2 separate regions of the Gossypium hirsutum genome follow, and region 1 is linked to region 2. Evidence: chromatin contacts called from public Hi-C data. All regions are on one chromosome and are shown on one strand. Each heading gives the region's core, a stretch centred on a gene start, on an enhancer-like site or on the middle of the called end of the contact. The rest is flanking DNA. Distances are from core to core; before and after follow the strand shown. Region 1 holds the start of LOC107950626 (probable dolichyl pyrophosphate Glc1Man9GlcNAc2 alpha-1,3-glucosyltransferase). Region 2 holds the start of LOC107950655 (protein PAF1 homolog).

Region 1 (5,165 bases), core at 543-3,042, 280 kb after region 2:
CCAGGAACAAGAAAGGTGCCAGATATAGTTCTATTTAATCAAATCGCAAAATTCATATATGGTAATCATTGAGAGCCCCTTATATCTTACTTTAATAAAGCTTCCTATTAAGAAAAATTCCAAAGTGAACTTACATGTCTGATTTATGACTCAACTGCTTTTGTGGCAGGATAATCTGCAAGTGAACCTGTTGAGAAAGAGTTGTTTCTTCAGCATTCTTTAAAATGAAAGAAGGAGAAAAACTTCATAAGATCATGAGTTATATTGCTTCCAATTGAGAAAATGCTAAGGTAAAGAAAAAAGTAGTACAGTAATTCCTTCTTTCACAAGTGGGAAGGGTCCCAAACAACTTTCTTACACCTGGCAGTTTCACCTTCAGATGTTACACCACTAACTTTGCCTTCCAGAGCTGCCAACAAATAATTTAAAGGCATTAATTAATAAATAAATAAAGGAAAACAAATCAATAGATTAGCTGGGCCTTTGGACTATGCAGAAAATGGAACCTGAATCAGGTTGAGTGATGTAGGCTCTCCTCCATAGTACTTGTTCCTATCCATATGCAGAACCTAAATGCATGATGAACAGCACCAAATGAAATGAACAAACAACAAAAGTAATATAATAAATATCTAGCACCATTTTGTAATTTTCCAAAAAGAGCGAAACAAAAGACACTTTCTACTTTGAAATCAACGTTATAGAATAAACAAGTTGCATTTCCTTTCACAAGTAAAGCATTTAGGAAAACCAAGCTTATCTAGAAGACTCACTTTACCTTAGCACAAACATTTTCAAGAGTTACATAGTGCAAGCAATTGGGGATGGTTAGACGATAAAGAGGTTTTACTCAAAAAAAGAACTATGATCAACTATACAAGCAGGATCATGAGAATTTTTCACATTTGACAGGGGGATGTCAGTAGTTGGCATCCCTTGATTAGATTAAACTGATTTATTTCAGTATAATTGCATCGTTGTAGCTACTGACAGGAGGATTGAAAATTTTAGGGGAAACATATCCTATTTGCAGCAACCTCGTTAAAATGTAACAGATCCATGCCTTAATCAAAGGCACCTCGATAAGGAATGGTGCAGAAAAAGGAGGGGGGAGAGAGAGAAAAAGAAAGATAGGCATAGACGTGGTGTTTGCCTTAATCAATGGCAACGATATCCAACAGATCCGTACACAAATCTAAGATGTACCCATCAAGATCTAGGATCAGAAATCAATTACTTAAAAGAAAAACAAAGAAAAGAAGATAGGAAATATATTATAGCAGCAGGTAAATGGGAAGAAAAAGAAAAAAGAAGACCTTGAGTCGATGAACAGAAAGAAGAGAGCGGAGGATGCGTTCGTTGAGAGCAGTTCCTAGCACTACGGCATCGTGGCTGACTATGAGCTGCCTATAGTGCTGTTCTAAACGATTAGCAAAGACGGTGAGGAGTTAGAATTTCTAGGGTTTGATAGATTAATTCATATTATTAACGAACAAATTAAGTACCAGATTAATTCATATTATTAACGAACAAATTAAGTACCTAGGTAGTAGACTAGTAGCAGTAGACAGCAGTAGTTAATTGTAAGTTTTCTTGTTCAGTTGCTGATTGATGAGATTCAGAGACGAGAAGAGATACGCTTTGGTTTCGCTTCAATGGTGATTATCAGGAGAGAGAGGTCAATGGAGAAATAGAATGGGAATTGAGAAGGGAACTTCAACTCGCCCAAACTCCTTTTGTTCGAAATAGGAGACCACGTGGCCAAAAATATTAGTTTGAAAAATAAACGACCCGTACTATTGTTAAATTATCACTTTGATATTTGTACAATTTTTTATTAATTTGGCTATTATACTTTATTTTTGGTTCTCAATGTGTACTATTATTCTCTATACCCCGTTTTTATAAATCAATTGTAAAGATAAAGCACCCCGTTTTTATAAATCAATTGTAAAGATAAAGCAGTTGTACTACAAATTGGTTGTCATTAAATTAAGCTTGCTCAATGATTTATGTTGGGATCTCTTTGAACCTGATAGAACCATATGAGATCTTTTGCATTGCACCAACCCATATATGAGTTGTAGCATTAACTTCTTTTGGGACATTTTGTAAAATTATCTGTCACTTTCTGCTACAAAGTTCCTTTATTTTTATCACTAAATCACTGTTCAATTTACCACGAGATTTGTTCGAAATTGCTGTAAGGGCTTAGGCATAATCCATTTCAACGATAATAATATCCCATTTAGCATCCCAAGACAACACAAGGGCGTCATAAATTGCCCAAAGTTTCGTCTGCTCGACACTACATCTTCCAATATTTTGCCTACACCTCCAGGCCATCTGCCCATAACATCTAACGCCACAACAGCAGCTGATGGAAATCCCAAACTCGAGGATTTTGCCCCATCCGTGTTTAATTTAACGAAACCCGACGGAGGAGGTTTCCAATTATTGTAACGGCTAAAGCTCCTAGAAGATCCAACAGATGAAATAAGACAATGCTTGATAGAACTCGCCCAACTCTATGAAGAGATAAGAATATGCTTTAAATCAACATCCACCCCTTGAACAATCCACATATTCCTTTGTTTCCACATATTCCAACAAATTATACCAAACAGAGATTGCCACTTTACCTCAGTATAGACTAGATCAAGATCATTCCTTAAATTTAAAGTGATCTAGTCTAATAACAGGATGGAAAAAGTTGCATTAAACATCTTTCAAGGATAAGTTGTTTCCACAGAACACGAGCCTTGTTACAGTCTTGCAAAACATGGATGATAGATTCTTCAGAATTACCACAAATTAAGCAATAAGGATTGCCAACCATTCCTCTTATGAATCTTTCGGCATTCGTTAGCAATCGTTCCTTAAAAACTAACCAGAAGAATTGTCTAACGTGTTGAGGGCCCTCAAAAGACCAAGCCAATTTCCATTTGCTGTCTACAGGTTTCAAATAGTTCTACATCAGGTGTTTGTATGTCGATTTGATAGTAAACTCACTGTTAGTAGATCATGTGGAAATTAGCTCATCTTGCCCAATAGAAGGATTCGAAGGCATGATACCTACAATATAAAGAACAACGTTTCTATCCACCATACAATGCCAAAAATTCCAATCCCAACTACCGTCAACTAACGTAACCTCCCAAAGGGTAGTATCCATATTAATGAGATCCATATTACAGCAAAAGTTAATAAAATGACTAATTTTCGAGACCCAATTATTTATCCATACTATGATTGGATCACCAACAGACCAAGCGACCTCCAAACAAAGGAACACAAACCCTTCGATATGTCCACCGGACACACGTCTTTGACTTTATATTTAGCACGGAGAAGTTGAACCCACAATGCTTGCTTATTTGTGAGAAAATTGAACCCTAGCTTTAGAAGGAAACAGTCGTTCTGCACTTTAAGACAACAAAGACTAAGACCCCTATTGGATAATGGTTGACAACAATTAAATCAATTAACCAAATATGGTTTATGACCACCTGTATCCTTACCCCAAATGAAACCTCAAGTACTCTTTTCAATTTTAGTGCAAATAGTAATGGAATCTTAATTGTCTACATAAAGTAATTAGGGATAGAAAGTAGGATAGACCATGCAAGCGTTGTAACACCCCTAACTCATTTTTATCGTTAAATTAGAGTTATAAAGCATTACCGTACAATTTCGAACAATTAATATCAAAACATATCAATAATTTCATTTAACAAAATTACCTAAAACTTATTACAACCTTATATACATTTGGCCCTTAAATCGGGCCTTCAAGGCCCTAAAATCAATTTGGACACGATCTGGGACTAAATCGAAACAAATCAAAAAATTTGAGAAAAAGTTGAAATTTTTGAAAATAGGGGTCACATGGCCCTGTGGCCAGACCATGTGACATAAACCAGACCATGTGATACTCGAACAAAGGGACACACAGCCGTGTCCCAACCCATGTTTTAAACCGTGTAACTCACTGAGTTATGTCACATGGTCGTGTCATAGGCCGTGTGCTAAACCGTGTAACTCACTGACTTGATACACAAGGCCGTGTGATAGCCCGTGTCCCAAGCCGTGTGCTCTATAATTTGACCCTATAATCAAGCCATTTCAAGACCAAAACATACCCAATCAACCATTCCATTTGTGCATACATTCAAAAGACCTAAACACCTTTCAAACACATATAAACATACCAATTCAATCAACCTATTTCACCTAACCAATATGCCATTCAAAGGCACCACATTTATACCAACAACTTCAATCAAAACAAGGCTATAATGCCATATTTCAAACACAAAACCTATTCAATATAACTACATAAAGACACCAATTTAACCATTCACATTTCACCACAAATATACCAAAATGACCATATATTACAAGTACTTAAAAGTGACCAAAAGACTTAAACTTGCCTAAGCATTATAAGTCTAACATACAAAATACATATTCCAAAAACATATTCATACCAAATTGTTCACTAACATATTCAAAAACATTCATTATAAAAAGGTCCTATACATGCCATTTATAACCTTGGCCAAAATAACTCAACAACTACCGAAGTGGTTGCTAGATAGTGTGATAGATCTTCGACAAACTTTCAACCGATCAAGCTTCTGATAATCTACGAAACAAAAGAAAATAACTACGTAAGCAACTAGTGCTTAGTAAGCTCGTATAAACTCAAACATAACTTACCATTCTTAAGCTCAATTTATAAAATGTGCATAACATCTTTACTATACTCATAAGCTTAATACAATCCTATAAGCATCACCAAACTCACAAATTAGTAGGCTCATGTATAATGCATATAGAAAATCAACCATTTCACAAATGAATCTTCATGAACATAACATTCATCACTTAATCATATAGTTCCATTCAATTCACTTGCATTCATCCAAATTTACCTTTCATAAATTTATGAGCAATTATCCATTTAAACACATGCCTTGCCAATTACCTTTACTTACCCGTTGAACCATCTAGAATTACATCAGATACTTAAGAATGCTCACACATAGTGTGCCTTCCCATATAACTATAACCTTTCTTTTTCAATAGTGCTCACACGAGCTATGAAATGGGCCTGTTCACACGAGTTGTGCGTTGGCATGGTAGCTACACGATGCTGCTCA
Region 2 (5,159 bases), core at 765-3,264:
ACGTGAAATTTAACAAGTTTGATATCTAAATTTGGTATGGCCTAAGAATCAAACAAAACTGTAAAGAAGAAAGAAAACATCATTTCCATATACTCACTTCAACTTGCACAAGAACGTAGTTGGCTTCTTTAATCTATTCTCAATCCTCTCACCACTCAAAAATGGTGTACCTCTCCTATCTCCCATCCGTGAGCCTATCATTGAACCATGCGCTTTGCTGGAAGACATTAATTGGGCCTTCTGCGACTCCTTCTTCTGCTGTCTATGCTTCTCCTCTTGTCTTTGCTTCTCAAAGTCCCTCTTCTTCCTCAACCTCCTCTCTTCCTCTGTCTCCACTCTTCCTGTATGTACATTTGGGTTCTTTACAGGGGGCACCATTGGCTTGTGCTCTCTACCACCAATCCTGTGATTGGAATGCCCATGTTCACGCCTTCCAGAACCTGAAAAATCCCTATTCCCCACTTTACTGAGCTCACTTAACCTCTTGTCCCCAGCACTCTCCTTTGGAGGAGGCGGAGGTGGAGGAGAACTGGGAGGAGGAGGTGGAGGGATTGAAGAACCGGGAGAACTTGGGGGAGGCGGTGGAGGAGGTGGCTGCATTGCTTGATTGCCATACTGTGATGAGTACTGTGAAGGTGGATAGTATATTGGTGGCTGTGAGTTGAAGGTATTTTGCGGCACTGTTGGCAGAGGAGGGGGTGGGGGAGGTGGATAGGAAGAATCCAGAGGTGGCGGAGGCGGTGGGGGATAAGAATATTGCTGCTGTGGAGGTGGAGGAGGCGGTGGCTGCTGCTGTTGTTGGGGCGGTCTTGAAGAAGGGTAATGATAATTTGATTTCAAATTCATTTGATTGTAATTTTGATCATAATGTTGTTGGGGTGGGAGAGGATTTTGATTTGGTGAGGGTGGAGGAGGAAAGGATTGTGGTGGGAATGACCTATACGAGGCCATTCTTCTTCTCTTTTATTCACTTTATCACAGTATCAAAAACAGAGACAAATCAATAAGAAAGCCGCATAAAAGAACAGTAAAACATGAAACTTGAGATTTTGAATTCTGGGCTTCTTTTTTCTCCTAGTTTTCTTGAAGAAATTTATTCAAATTGGAAAACCTTCAACTCGAATTTGAAATTTCCTATTTTCCTTTCAAGAAAAAAAAACCCTAAAGGAATAGATTCAAAACATTGAAATCCTAATTTCCAGAATTCAGCTGAAGTAGCTAAAACCCTAGCAAAATCAACCGCCAAAAATTTTTAATTTAATCAGGTCGGCAAAAAAATTTGTGGGAAGAAAGCGTTAAATGAGATAAACAGAGCAACGAATTGAACTCTCAATTCCACAAACCCTAGGAAAGAGATAGAGACTGATCTGGAATCTAATCAGTAAATACTTGAAAGCAAAAACCAGCTCCTACTTTATTAAAGGGAGAAAAAAGAAACCTAACCAATTGAAATCCGAACTAATATATGTTTATTATTTACAGCTCTAAGCGAAAACCAAAATGCGTGAGTGAGTGACCGGAAAAAGTTTGCCGGAACGGAGAAGGGGATAATATCCTCTTTTACTTGACTTCGGATTTATTTTTGGGTTTTATATATTCAGGATTATTTCTTTGTTTTTTCCAATGTTATTGAAATCCGGAGTTAGGATGAGAACTAGTTGAGTCGTGAACACAGTTGAACCGCGATCTATAAACTGAATGAACCAATGCAAAACCAGTTAAACCGACTTTTGCAACCCAAATCCATCGAAAACATACCAAACCCTAAAAATTTAATCCAGTTAAACCGACTTTTGCAACCCAAATCCATCGAAAACATACCAAACCCTAAAAAATTTAATCAATCCAACCCAATCACCCAACCTAAAATAATAAAGTAAAAAAAAAAACCCCTAAATTCCTTAATCTGTCTTGTACCTACTAAAACACTTGAAGAAGAAAAGAACAACTCTGCTGCTCGTTGCTCTGCCATTTTGAGACGGGTCAAATTCTCAAGTCTTAATTAGCTGTTAAGTTCGTTAACAAAACGACAGTGTTTAATCTTTTATGTTTAGAAACTTCAAAAAAACGTAGAGTTTAAGGGAGGGTTAGACGCAGCGTTTCAGTGTTGATGAAGGGAATTGAGTAAAATGGTGCGTTTCACTCTAATATTGCACATGTCTAACAAAATTTCAAATTGGTTGTAACGGCCTGGTGGTTATAATTGCCCAAGGGCCCAAGAAGCAGTTATGCAAAAATTTGAATGCCAAGTTTAGTCTCTCTTCTTCTCTTTCTCTCAAAATTTTCTCTCTTTTGTGTTTTCTGCAAACTCCAGCATCACATGTGCCAACGGCTGCCTCTCTACTTCTTTTCAACTCTTCTCTCATCTCAAGTTTCAACCTTAATTGTTGTTGATCATTGTCTCTAACCATTGCCGACCACCGTTTCTTGCTTTGAAGATTATTTTGGAGAGTCAATGATAAGATTTTCATTATCTTTTGTTTTTTTTCCTTCCTCTTTATTTTCAAGAAAATTAAGCATATATGTCAATTGTAAAAAAAATTAAGGTTTGATATCGTTTTATTTGGAAATTACAGAAATAAGTCGATTTTGGAGGGAGAAGACAAAAAAACACGTGTAGGAAGCGCTTTCAGGTGACATGGAGAAGAGAGGTGAAAATGCGTTGTTTAAAAAATTACAGAGCACATTTTCATCACATGGCGTTGCCTTGTACCAAAGTCGGATTTTTAAAAAAAATTATATAAACTGTTAGAATATCACCGTCGTTGAGTTTCTAACCTTGGGATCAATGGCAAGTTGACCAACGGTAACACTTTTTTCTCCAATGTCAACATTTTTTTTCTCCAAAGGACATTTTTTTCCTATATATACCTGTCTATTTTCAAAAAAATTTATTCAATCTTATTTATCTATTCTCCCAATCTTATACATTTATTCTCGCAATTTTCTGTACTATTTTATTCTTAATGTTTTTCATTCAATTTTTGTAAATTTTTTATTTTGTAATTTCTTTAATTTTATTTCATTTTCATAATTTTAAAAATGTTAATGTCTCTAATTCAAGTTGGGTATAGAGTGTTACATGAGACTTGAAAATCAAGTCTCGATACTCAGGCTACCATGTCTTAAGACTTTTATCTAGTCCCAAGACATAAATCTAGAACTATAGGAAAATAGTATTCCAGGTCATGCAATCATGTCTCTATATGCCTCCTAGCAAGATATATGTCAAACAAAAAGTATGAAAACATGTTTAACACATGGAAACAAGTCCATAACATAAAAATTCCTTATCATAACCGTTTTCAATCAAAATTTGACTAGATGAGTAGATTATATGTATAAAACCAATACGCAAGTTCATTAAAAACTGTGACATCCAGCATTTGATCCAGTCGTCGAGTCCTAATGCGAGACCCATATTAGTTGCTAGAGTAATTTAATCTAGCTTATACTTTAAATTCAATAAGAAAGTCAAACATAAATCCATTCATATCAAACCATTTCAATTGATTAAATTCATTATTAAAACTTTTAAAACAATTTATAAATATTTTAAAACAATTCCTAAGTGTTTAGAGGTCATCAGGACTTAGCACGGGTCTCTAGGAGTCGAAACAACTCAAAACAAGTGAGGGACAATGTTCTGTCATAGCTGTATAGGTACAAGTGAGAATTTGTACTGATACAAGTCCTTGCTATCGTACACTTTTACTTTCACTAACTTACTTGTTGCGATACAATTTAGCATATGTATAGATACAACTATGCTAGGACCCAAAAATCACCTCAAAACTCACCTAAATTGACCTTTAACATCGCCAATTCAAAACCATCACTTATTATACTAAAAAAAAAAACACCATGTACACTCACAATAACACATTCAAACATCATGGAAACAATCATTCTAAATTGTCATTATACTTAATTACAAGGTTAACTTACTTGGCAAGTAAGTGACTCATCATTCATATGCATAATATTCATATCCCTTTTAACTTACATTAACTATGGCATAGAAGATGTTAGCAAATTTACTGGAGACTATTTTAGTAAATTGTTTAAGTCTATTGCTACTCCAAATGTTGAGAATTATATCAATGGCATTCAAATTAAGGTTACTTAATATATGAATGCTAAGCTGGCTAAGGATTTCACGGATGAGAAAATCATTGATGCCTTCAACCACATGGATTCGCGCAAAGCCTTGGGGATTGATGGCCTCTCGGGGATTTTTTTTAAAGAGAATTGGGAGGTTGTGGGTAAAGATGTCCTTAAACTTTGCTATGAAATTTTAGATGGCAACAAGGATATCTCTTGTATTAATGAAATGATTATTGTACTTATTCCTAAGATTAAAGACCCTGTCGACATGACTAACTTTAGACCTATAAATTTATGCAGGGTGATCTACAAGATTATTGCAAAGGTTTTAGCGAACTGTTTGAAGACCACCCTTCCTTTTTGCATCAGTTAAAACCAAAGCGCCTTTGTCCCGGGCCGGATGATCCATGACAACATCCTTATTGCCCATGAGATGATGTACTATCTCCAAAGCTCAAAGAATGGTCTAAACAAAAGGCTCGTCATTAAGCTCGATATGAGCAAGACGCATGACTAGGTGGAATGGAATTTTCTTGAAAAAGTTATGAAGAAGATGGGTTTTGAAGATGCTTGGATCGATAAAGTCATGCAATGTGTTAAAATGGTGAAATATGTGGTGAAATGTAACATGACTCTTTTAGAGACTATCATTTCGGATGGGTCTTTGACAAGGGGACTCCCTCTCTCCTTACCTATTCTTATTTTGTATGGAAGCATTCTCGAGAATGCTTTTAAATACGCAAGAAGCCAACCTAATTAGAGGCATTAGGGTTAGCTGAAATGGCCCTTGTGTAAATCACTTATTTTTGCTGACGATGCTTTTCTTTTTATCAAGTATAACAAAAAGGAAGTTGAAGATTTCATGAGAATCCTCAAAGATTTACTATAATGCCCCTAACCCGTATTCAACACCGAAATAGGGTTACGGAGTATTACCGAACTTATAGAATCAAACAATCATACATTTCATAATTATTTCTCATTCAAATTAAAAACCATTCAAATTCATTCATATAGTCCCTAATACGAGCCCTCGAGGCCCCAAAAAGACA

The links. Hi-C and Micro-C count contacts between places; a contact is called where the count stands out from the background.
Region 1: a Hi-C map of leaf shows a contact between it and region 2, with 2.3 times the contacts expected there. The contact joins the promoter of LOC107950626 here to the promoter of LOC107950655 in region 2. A contact is called at or near these places in 5 of 34 Hi-C or Micro-C datasets (hypocotyl and leaf).

Annotation. Positions count from the first base shown.
Region 1 is chrD03:11,689,992-11,695,156 of Gossypium_hirsutum_v2.1, forward strand. It overlaps LOC107950626 (probable dolichyl pyrophosphate Glc1Man9GlcNAc2 alpha-1,3-glucosyltransferase), which reads right to left and starts at 1,793. Exons shown (of 9, transcript XM_016885506.2): 1 at 1,543-1,793; 2 at 1,317-1,415; 3 at 507-569; 4 at 310-409; 5 at 135-187. It overlaps LOC107950625 (a long non-coding RNA gene), which reads right to left. Exons shown (of 2, transcript XR_001698132.2): 2 at 4,344-4,648.
Region 2 is chrD03:11,413,492-11,418,650 of Gossypium_hirsutum_v2.1, forward strand. It overlaps LOC107950655 (protein PAF1 homolog), which reads right to left and starts at 2,015. Exons shown (of 12, transcript XM_016885537.2): 1 at 98-2,015. The coding sequence starts at 951.